Linked DNA regions of Anser cygnoides: region 2 is linked to region 1. A link is a contact called in public Hi-C data. All regions are on one chromosome and are shown on one strand. Each heading gives the region's core, a stretch centred on a gene start, on an enhancer-like site or on the middle of the called end of the contact. The rest is flanking DNA. Distances are from core to core; before and after follow the strand shown. Region 1 holds the start of MTSS1 (MTSS I-BAR domain containing 1). Region 2 has its middle 23 kb from the start of SQLE.

Evidence for each region. Hi-C and Micro-C count contacts between places; a contact is called where the count stands out from the background.
Region 2: a Hi-C map of liver shows a contact between it and region 1, with 2.2 times the contacts expected there. The contact joins the enhancer-like site here to the promoter of MTSS1 in region 1. A contact is called at or near these places in 2 of 7 Hi-C or Micro-C datasets (both in liver).

What each region holds. Positions count from the first base shown.
Region 1 is chr2:152,030,424-152,035,847 of Taihu_goose_T2T_genome, forward strand. It overlaps MTSS1 (MTSS I-BAR domain containing 1), which reads right to left and starts at 2,180. Exons shown (of 16, transcript XM_066990728.1): 1 at 1,566-2,180. The coding sequence starts at 1,637.
Region 2 is chr2:152,082,351-152,087,774 of Taihu_goose_T2T_genome, forward strand. No RefSeq gene overlaps it. Among named protein-coding and RNA genes, the nearest start is that of SQLE, 23 kb to the right of the region's middle. Within about 2 kb of position 2,696, at least 3 of the 3 cell types and tissues checked have open chromatin away from gene starts, as enhancers often do. A contact at or near this core is called in liver, where this site is marked.

The sequences.
Region 1 (5,424 bases), core at 930-3,429:
ATTAAAATAAAAAATTCACACCTGTGCCCATCTCCATACGCTCATGTCAACATGTTTCTGAGGAGCAGCATTCCCATGCAAGCACCAGTGTGTAAGAAAATATATAAATAAATCAACACAGCAAGGGTCTATGTGCTTAAGAGCAAGGGAAACCAAACGTAACACTTGTGGAAAGAAGCCAGGAACGAACACCCTCGAGCTGGATCCCCAAACTGCACTTTGTGGGGAACGGAAAGCTCCTGCGTGTTCCCTGCAAACGATCCTGGGGTTTAGGATCGTATCCTGTCCTGGGCGGGTGCTGTTGGTTTATTTTAAGGTGGAATTGTTCTTCAAAATAGAAGGGGGCTGACAGCATGAGGAGCGCGGCCGCGAGGACTGCAGCATTGTCTTGACAGATCCCCGCACGCACGCCCCCTCCTCCCCGCAACCCGCCTGCTCTCGGCGAGCCACGCTTCTCATCGAGCACCTCCCACGATCTGCTCGGAGGGAATCGTGCGCGAAACCCCCCGCCAAAAAAAATAACTTCTCGGGCAAACGGCATCTCCTCCCCGAAACCACGCCAGGAGCCGTCCACCTGCGCCCAGGCTCCCTGTGGGAGCAGCTCCCGTCCTCCTTCCAGCATCGCTTCTCCCGCAGCCCTCCCGGCTCCTTGGCGGCAGATCCCTTGCTCCCACCCCAATACCCGGGTTGGAGGCACGCGGTCCCCGCTGCCCCCAAACCGCCACGCTCGCCCCATCGCCCTCCACATCTCCAGGCCACCGCGTCCTTCGCGGGCGGGCCCGGAGGAAGACAAGCTGCCCTTGTCCGGGGGAACACTGCAGTATTCTGCAGTACTCCGGCGCTGCGAGCCGCGGGGCTCCGGGGAGGGCACGGGCGGCACGACGCAGGAGAGCTTTTGGGCTATTTGTCCCCACGAGCCAAGGGCGGGAGGCGTCCGCTCGGCCGAAGCGAACCCTGCGGAGATGCCAAGGGTGTTTTCGGAGCCGCTCGCGTGGGTCTGCGCAGAGCTTTCTGGTGGCTGGCGGCGGTGAGGAGGCACCTGGGAACTCGAGACCTTGGCGTGCACGCACACGAAGCGCCAAGTACCCCCTCGGTGAGCACACGCCGTGCCAAAATAACGCCCCGTCGCTGATTTTTAACCCGGGAGCACGTCAACTTCTGAGCATCTCCCCCAGGGCCGGGGATGTTTTTACCTCGCGTCCCCCAAACCCGACCCGACCCCACCCCACGGCACCGCGCGGCTCCTCCGCATCGCTGCCCGCCACCCCCAAAGATAATGAAAAATAAAAGGCGGAGGAGGAAAAAATGGGGGGAAAAATATACATATTGTCGTTTTTTCGATCTCATGGGCTTGGAAAAAACCTGCCCAAGGTGCAAGCTAACAGCTTGCACGCCCCAGCAAGGAGGGGGGGGGGGGCCTGCGAAAGCCCCCCCCAAGCCCCCAGAGCAGGGGGTGCGATGCAGGTCCCCCCCCCCCCGCTGCCGTGAGCTTCCCTGGGCGCCGTGCCCGGGCTGTGGGGGGGGTCCCCAGCACCTGCCCCCCGGCCCTCCCCGCCGCCGCTCACCTTCATGTCGCTGATGATGGTCTGGAAGAGCCCTCCGAGCGCGCTACATTCCTTCTCGATCACAGCCTCCATTTTCCTCGCCCGAGCGCACACGGGAGGAGGCACGAAGCGCTGCGACCCCCCCCAGCAGGCTGCGGAAAGCAGCGAGCCTCCCCCTTCTCCCACCTCACCCACTAGATACAGGGGGCAGCTGCGGGCGGCGAGAGGGGGGAAATAAATTAAAAAAAAAAACTCAAGCGCTAAATGCCCACGCCTCTAAGCATTTAAAACAGGGGGAAAAAGGGCGAAACCCCCCCGAAGCGGCGGTGCCCCTCTCCTAAGCGCAGCTCCCAGCCCCGCCGAGCAGCACCCGGGGGCCGCCAGCCCAGGCGGCGCCGAGCTCCCGCAGCCGGGCAGCGCCGCCATCCATCGCCGGCCGGAGGAAAAAACGCAGAGAAAAAAAAAAAGGGGGGAGAGAAAAAAAAAATTAGATTTGGAGAGAGAGGGGGAAAAAAATGGGAGAGGAGACGGCGCGGGGCGAGGGATCTGGCAGCACGAAGGGAGCAGGCTGCAGCAGAGCCGCTGCCTGGCTGCTACGGGAGCAAGCCCACCGCTCCCTCCTCCTCCTCCTTTTTTTTCTCCTCCTCCTTTTTTTTTTTTTTTTTTCTTTCTCCTCCTCCTCGTCCTCTCCCAGCCCGTCCCCGCCCCGCCCGCTCGGCCCCGCGCCTCCCCCGGGCTCGGAAGGTCGCGGGTTCGCGTCCCGCCGCCGCCAAGCTCTGGCTCAGAGGAGGGAAGGGTTTTCCCTCTGCTATCTGTTGTAGTTTTTCCAAACTTGGGGTGTTTGGGGGGAAAAAATGTTGAAAGCGCTGCCCACCTGTTTAGAAAATGGCAGGTGGAATGGGTCAGCAGAAATACAAGCAGCTGGAAATACAGCCCTGGCCTAGTGCAAGCACCAGCAGCTTTGAGCACAGGCCTGTTGTTTGCTCATCCTGCCCCACAAACACAACGCTGTTTAGGAGTGTTAGTGCAGACTGCATGAAACATAGCCTTTTAAAAATAATTTTACTTTTCAAATTCTCTGTGTCGAATCCTCAACTTTGCAAAACATGGAGGTTAAAATTCTCCATTCATACACACACACATATGGAATCACAGAATCGCAGAATCACAGAATCGAGGGGGCTGGAAGGGACCTCGAGAGATCATCGGGTCCAACCCCCCTGCCAGAGCAGGTTCCCTAGAGCAGGCTGCCCAGGTAGGCGTCCAGACGGGCCTTGAATATCTCCAGAGAAGGAGACCCCACAACCTCCCTGGGCAGCCTGTCCCAGTGCTCCGTCACCCTCACCGTGAAGAAGTTCTTTCGCATGTTGGTGCGGAGCTTCCTGTGCTCCATTTTGTGGCCGTTGCCCCTTGTTGAGAAGTTGAGGTCACGCAAACCTCGTGAAAAAAATAAATAAAATGTGTGTGCTAAATCTGATAACATCAGAGGTGTACCACAAACACACCGAGGGCTGTGAGACTCTTCATGGCACCAAAATTAAGTGCGTGCCCACCGGTTTCAGGGAGCTGAGGCCTACGGCCCCCCTTGCTGCTGACCCCAGCGGAAGGGCAGGCTGTGTTACCACAGCGTTTAATGAGAGCCAGGTGGAGAGGCAGGAAAATATAAAATATATCGTAAAGTGAGGTGTTTTTTTTTTTTTTTTCTGTCTCCATCTATACAGGCACATGCAGGTACATGTGCAGCCAGTAACTGAGGTGGAAATTTTGAAATCTGAGTATTACAATTAAAATGATATTAAGGTTATTTATCTCTTGTTCTCTGTTATTATTATTTATCATCTATTTAATTCCAGCCTGAGAAGAGTTAGAGCTGCGCACCATCACGTTTTGCTTCACATTTCAGACAGGGCTTAGGCACAAGCACAGGATGGATTACAGTCCCTGTGTTAATTTAGCAGCGATGAAAAACGCCGGACAGGTGCCATGCCTGCAGAGCCATTTTCCCTCTTCTCTTTCCACTTCACACGGGTGGGAGGCACCCCTGCAGCTCCGACGGGGCTGTTCATGCCCTGGCTCTGTACCAGGCCCTCTCTAGAAGCTGGCCACACGAAATGGCCGCAGCGGTGGTAGCAATGCTGCCGCTCGTCTCACACAGAGCAACGGATGGCTGCCCAGGGCCCTGGGACAGAGGGACACACAGAAGGCAGCAGGCGAACTTCAAACCGCTTTCCTTTGTTCAGACAAGGAAACACAAATAGTACCTCATCTAACCTTCATGGGAGCAAGGATTTCCAGGGTAAAAGGCTGGCAGGTTGCAGAATGCAAGGTGCGTGTGGGACGGGATGGAGGAAAAAAACCTTCTGCAAAGAAGAGGTTGTTTTTCAAGGAGTGCATTTGTGCTTTAGTTAATAAATCAGTGCTGTCTGCTCCATACTAGGCAACAAATCTTCATTCAGTGATGAAGCAGCAAGCAGGTATGCAATAGACAAATGAAGCAAGCATTTCAAACCTCAATAAATTGTAACAAGAGCATTGGGCACGCAAAATAAGAGAATGGTTTTTACCTTGCAAGTTTGAAAGCACTGGGTATGATGAGCACCTTGCTGAACTGCTACAACTCACACGTGCCCCGTCACATACCCATAGCCTGGAGATACCTTGCCTGGTGTGCAGGTGGAGTGGTCTGTCAGAAAGCACTAGATCATGAAAAATGGAAACATCGGGGTTTTGACAAACTGTACATTTGTAGGACAAAAAAAATCAAACTGGAGCATCAGAAATAGAAAAATTATACTTCTCCATTTGAGCATTTTTTATTTCAAAGGTTATTATTCTCTTATTTTTTCACAGTTCATATCACTTAACAATTGTGTTAATTTCATATTTTACATTGTTTGTAGCATAACAGCTGAAAAATAAAGCAAAAGCACACAATTTAAAATTAAAAAAAATAAGCTCTTGATGACTGAAACTTCTTTTTTCCTTTTGCACTGAAGGAAATTTCAGACTCTTGATTTTATTCTTCCTTTAAGTGACTTTTGATGATAGAATTTTCTACGGGATGGCGATTCGGCTTCAGCCAGCTGTAGAGTGAGAGGCAGCAGTTTTCTTGAGAGACCTGAGCCCAAATGGTTGTTTAGAGTGCAAGTAAGTAGTGCAGTGATGTTGCAGTACTGTCGGGTTACCATCTGTCATGTTATTTCTGGGATCTGCTTGATTGATTTATAGCAAATCACTTCCTGCAAGCATTATTTGCAAAACTTCATTATGGTCAAAGGCTGTTTCTGTGTTCGGGAGCCATTGTTACAGGGAAACATTTTATTTTGAAGTAATGACACTGTACAATATTCAGTTTCCAGTTGCATGGGCAAAAACCAACACCACTTCTTGCCAGTGGGATGGCTGAGTGCATCTTATTTGGCCACCCCCTGCAGATGTCAACCCTAAAATTTGTCAGCAGAACAAGAGTTCCTCATGCTCTGACGTCCTTCAGGACATTCTGTGCTCTGCTGACAAGAAGCCTCTTCCCCTGAAACCGCAAGAAGACTGGTGGTTAGCAATGAAAGTATTTCTCCAGAGATAAGTGGGTAGGTTGAGCAATGGCTCGGTCACTTTGCCTGGCGGTTCCTGCTGCTCCTTCTGCACCAAGCGCCCAGACACGAGGTCCAGCTGGAAAGAAGCAGGGCACAAGTCCAGAAGGTGAGGAGTCCTCAGCCAGCTCCCAGTTGACTTGCCTTCTGAGCAGAACATCTCCAGTCACCTTCCTGTGCCTTGCTTTCTCTATCTGTAAATGAAAGTCCAATTTATTTATTTATTTTTAAACATTTTGAGTGTTTTTGCACCAAGCACAAGTGTGAAATTTCATTGCAGTCAGGACAAA
Region 2 (5,424 bases), core at 1,446-3,945, 52 kb after region 1:
CAGTCAGGTCATCCCCCTGCCTACGTCTCCTGAAGGCCCTGATCCTGTTGCTGTGCTCACTTAATGATAACTTCCGTTTCCTCCTATGGCAAATGCCACTTTCATTTGGGAGCATGGCTAGCAGAAACCTTGCAGAGCCCATACAACTTGCTGCGTAGTTCAAATGCTCTCGGGGAAGGGCAACAAGGGGTGTCTGGCAGACGTGAAGAAGGGGGAAGCCTTTTTCTGTCTCCTCAAGTACAGCAAGGGTATTCCCACAAAGTCTATTGTTGGTAAAGAATTACTGTATATGGGCCTTAAGGGTCTCTATTTTTTTATAGCTTGGCTGTATAATTAGTCATTTTTGTTTCTTTTTAGAAAAAGCAAAGCAATAGTTTTTTTTTTTTTTCATATTTCCCTAACACAATAGGGAATGTCAGTGGCGTTACAAAAACTTGTAAAAAATGTTTCTGAAATGTTCTTTGTGATCATCCAAGCTTCACAGAACTTCTTATTAAACAGAGAGAATAGTAGAGAAGGTGATTTTTTTTTTTTGAAAAGTGCTTTATGTTGGATGCTACAGCCTTAGACAGATTTAAAGGAGTATTGTTTTAAGAAGTACAAGAAGCTCCTAAGTCAGTGTCCTCTCTGTTCTTATTCCAGCTTCAGTTTTCCCGAGATGCCCCAGTTAACACTGGTGTTTAAATCATATCTACATTGAAGACAGGGAAAAATGGTGACAACCAACAAATCTATTGTCTTGTGATATGCATCTGCTCTAGCTGAGTAACTCCACCATGATCCTTGGTATAACGATTACTTACTGTTTCTGACTTTTCCCCTATTCTTCCTAACTTTTACTGTATCTTATTCTTAGGTTAAAATCTGCAATTTAATGTATTATTTTAGTATTCTCACATGTACAATGGTTTCCAAATTCAAAGCCAACGCTGGGAAGTATGAAGGTTCTTTGTAGACTATGAGGTGAGGTGCCTTTCACAATTTTAAATACTGTAAGACACTAAATTAATTTATTATAAGAATATATTACTATAAGAGTTAGTGTTGAAATCATGGATCATCGAACAGAGGTCACAAATTAGCCATCTAATGTACTCTCTGGGCTTTATCTTCTGTGTTAATCCTGCAAAATGTTTTACATTTAATTTTAATGCACTCCCTAGGTCAATTTCGAGCTGCAATTTGTCATGCATCATTAATTTACAAGTCTAAACAAGTCCTGATATTAATTATTACTTCACAGCTGCCAAACATTTTATAAAGCTATAGTGATATTCCTGTTCTTCATCTCTACCTGTGAGCATCTGGCTGCTGATTTTTTGGTAGTCAGTGCTTATTTCTTCTCATCCTTTGAATCTGTTAGTCTGTACTTATTCTGAAAAATACTACAATATGAAGCAGGCAATTACGACAGTCATTCTGTAACCTTCTGTGTGGTATTTGTCACCCACTGAGATTTTCCCAGCCCTGGGAATTGTTAAGTCAATGTTGTCTCAGTTAAAGACCAGCAACTATAACTAATGTTTTCAAAGCTGGCAGAAGCTGCACTCTTAAATCCATTATTTATACCGTTTGATAAAAGTGAGCTGATTTTTAGAAACGTTAAAAAAAAAAATCCGAACGGAAATCAAAAACATGCAATTACTAGCATTCCTAATTAGCAAATAGAAATAATAGTCTATATTCACCCTCCTGTGTTTGTGTCTGGTCATACCTCCTTGACCAGGGCCATTTTGGCCCAGACACAACCTGTTACGTTAGAAAAACAGTTTTTAAGCTTGGGATTAATATTTCACAGCAGTGGCCAATGGGACACCACAATCCAGGTCCTACCAGTAAAGGTACAAGAACACATCAATTAGTTCAGACATGAATGCGAGTGGATAAAAATGCCAGACGGTAGCATGGCTCTACAAAATTGCCTACATACTTGAAGAATTTGAGAATATTTTAGCTTTAGAGCCAACCCACAGCTTTGTAAAGGATGACAAACATGTTCTAAAGGAAGAGGGGGAAGCAAACTGTCAGCTTTCCCTTACAGAACCGCCTGAAGGACGCGGTGGGAGAGCTGGAGACTCCCTCCGTCCCACAGCCAAGAGGTGGATGGCTATTCCTTTCCTGCAGTGGCTCCTTGGCCTTTCCTGCCACCCTGCCCCTCCTGCCTGACACTGCAGGACACGGAGATGAAGGCTACAAGCACGGCTCTGATCTCCCAGCCCTGCTGGTGCTGCAAGGGGAAGGGAAGGGAGGAGGAGGGAAGCTCCTGCGGTCGGGTGGGGCAGCAGCAAAGGGAAGAGGCTGCCTTCTTCACCCTCAATCCAAACACCAGCTTGCAGGAGGTACATTACCCTACCTGGGAATTAGGCTTTAGCCTACCCCACCTATTTAAGCTGCCGGGGTTTGTGTTTCCTTTGCAGCAGCAATGCAGCCCGTCCCGCCTGGCTGACCTCCAGCAGCAAGTCTACAGCTGAGAGGCTCATTACAGCACACGGTGATATGCTGTACTTTTATATCAAGAGCTGAAATAACAAACTCGGTTCATGCAGGGGGCAGAGCTTTGGACTCATCTCTGCTTGAGAGGCCTGGTTATTTATTAATTATATTTAAAGTTTTATAACAGCTTAAAAGGAATGCGAGCCAGAGGCAACACTTCCAGTCAGGCCTCCCTTGTGCAATGCTTGTGTAATTCTCTCGGTTTATTGCTGGCTTGTGCAGCTACAGAAAGCTTCAGTCTGCTCCCTTTTCTAATGCCTCCACCGGTCCCGGTGATTTCCTCATCCCTTGACACACAATCCCCAAAAGCACTACCTTCTTGTGAAATCCCGGGGCATGAGAGTCCAACGTGCAGGCCAGTGCTGGGGAAGACAGAAAATAAATAATAAAAAAAAATCTTTCCCAATCACTTTCTGAGGAAAATTTGTCTGACTCCTGCTGTCTGATACCCACCTGGTGAGATGGGAGAGAATGCTCTGAGCTGCTTCTCTGCCTGAAATCCCCCTCGCCATATCAAGCAAGGCACTCACAGGGTTGGCAGCTTGCAGGGCCCAATTTTCTCCTTCAAGACAAGCGTCCAACAGCAGTGTTAAAGGGTGGTGTAAGTCAACGAGTTCTGGTGAGTTACGTACTGAGGTACCCTAGCTCGCTGGGTTAGGAAAGGCCTTTATAAACATACGAGGTACGACTTGTCAGCGCGTGGTGCAACGCAACCATTTACTCACGATCCTTTTACGCAGGCTGAGCCTATGTGGGGCATGGATAACTACGGATGGACTCCGCCATAAAGCTGTTTGCGAAGGCATCTGGCGTCGGGCTTCAGACCTCCTCCAGGAGCCAGCCCCACAGCAGTGGGCACCTGCAGCCACCTGCTGGCTCCCTCCAGGCTCGGGAGGGCTTCCTTCCTCCTTCCTTCCTCCTTCCTTCCCCACAGGGGCATCTCTGGCAGTTCTTGCTACTTGCCCGTGTTTCTTGAGACCCTGGCCCCAATGAAGGAGAAGCTGAGAGATGAGATGTGCTGCATCCCATTAGAAAATAAACGAGGAAGCCCTTTAACCCCCCCCCCGTCCTTCCCTACTGCTGAATTTAGCTCTGCAGGAGTGCAGACAGGGAAAAGGCAGGCCTAAAGCCCGACACAAGTTCAATGTGTTGCACGTGAGCTGCAGCTCGTACCTTGATTAAATGAATTTGCATAGCCAGTATTAGTTAAATCCTAATGTATTAATGAAGATGTTAATCAATGAAGAAGTGTGCAGAAAACGAGATGCAAACTAAATAAGGCCCAGGAAGGCATGCTTAAGGGAGTGGTTCTGGAGAGGTTTTTTTCACCTTGCTGTTGGGGATAACGCCATCCTGCTTCCGCGAAGCCTTATCAAGATCAGCCGGCAAGCAACTGCTTTGATTTTACCAATAGAAGATGTTATCTGTGCCTCTTGATTTCTTTTAAATTAACACGTAACTTTCTGTAGTAATGTTACAGGTTTCGTAAACATCCTGGCAAAGGTACCAAATGTTAATTGGGCCTGCTAATCTCAGTTTAATAGGATGATCAACATCTTTTGTTTTTTCCCTTCCTGTGCCTCTGACTGTGTCATTTCTTCCCTAATCCCCACTCTTTGCTCACTGCATTTCTTCAGTTAATATGTTGATTTATTTTTTCCCTACAAAAAACACCTTCCTCTCCCACTACGCACCCCTTCACATCTCTGGCCTCTGGTGCTGTCGAAGTGAATAAAATGGAGATGCCATGTCCTCAAGCTCTCGCTGTCTGAGACCATTATGAAAAAGAACTGGATTAATGAACTGACTGTGGTAGCAATAAGGGAACACAGAAGATGGTTGGGATCTAATCTCAGACCAGTTTCAATCCCCTTCTGTCAGCGCTCCTCCACAGATTTTGTCCTAGTCATACCACTCAAAGTCTTCTTCTAAACTGAGGTTCAAGCCTGATCACCATCCTCAACCTCTCTGACTGGTCTGTTGCTCTTGGCACTACTATTAATGCCTGTGTTTTTCTACCTTGCCACGCTGGAGTTAATGACTTTCCGATGCTCTTTTTCTCTCAGTCTAGGATTTCTTTCCAAAATCTTCCCTCCCACCTCCAAGTGGAGCGTTCCCTCCAAACCTCCCGCAGTGCCTTCCCTCCCACCCTCTGTTCTCCATCCTCAGGTGACCTCTCCTGCTGACGTGGATGTAAGTATTACCTCCATGTCAACTGCCTTTAAAGTGCTTATCTACTGCTGATTGCTCTTCCGCATGTAGGTTTTGCATCTTACTGCCTCCATAGTGCTACATCCTGACAGATAGCTTGCTACCATCTCACTGGGATCCAAAAAGAAGCTCATTAAAAAACAAACCAAACAACGCAGCTTTCCTCAGCTATCTGGCTGGCAGCCAGTGTGTTTGTCAATTTTAATGTCTTTGATATTTAAATTTAGCTCTCTCTTACTGCTGATACCATTTGGCAGAAGGTGTACTTACAATATTATTCCCAAAGCTCTTTGCCAGGCATCTCTTTGCTGCACTCAAATTCTTCCCAGGAATTCACTTCTGCTTATAAATAAATGCAGGGACGAACAAGCTATCAGTGCTATCCTAATTAGCTAAAGAGATAATTTTATTGTTTTTCATTCTCCTTTCTTCTCTTTGTCTGTATGCTGTATGAAATCTTCCCTTCTAGCCAAGGACTGTCTTTAATTGTTCATGACACATCTAAGACGCTTCAATGTGCATTTGTGTTTTTCTTTCACAGAATTCCAAGGAAGAAAAAATTATTTTAGTAACAGGATGGTGTGGCTACAAACCTGCAATACTGCTATATGGTGTCAGAGGCAGATAAAGTATCTGTGTGAGGGTGTCGTACTTCTGTGTCCCAGTTTTGAGACTAGTTGGGCAAGGTAGTGCAGGTTGCACTAGAAGTTTTCACACGTT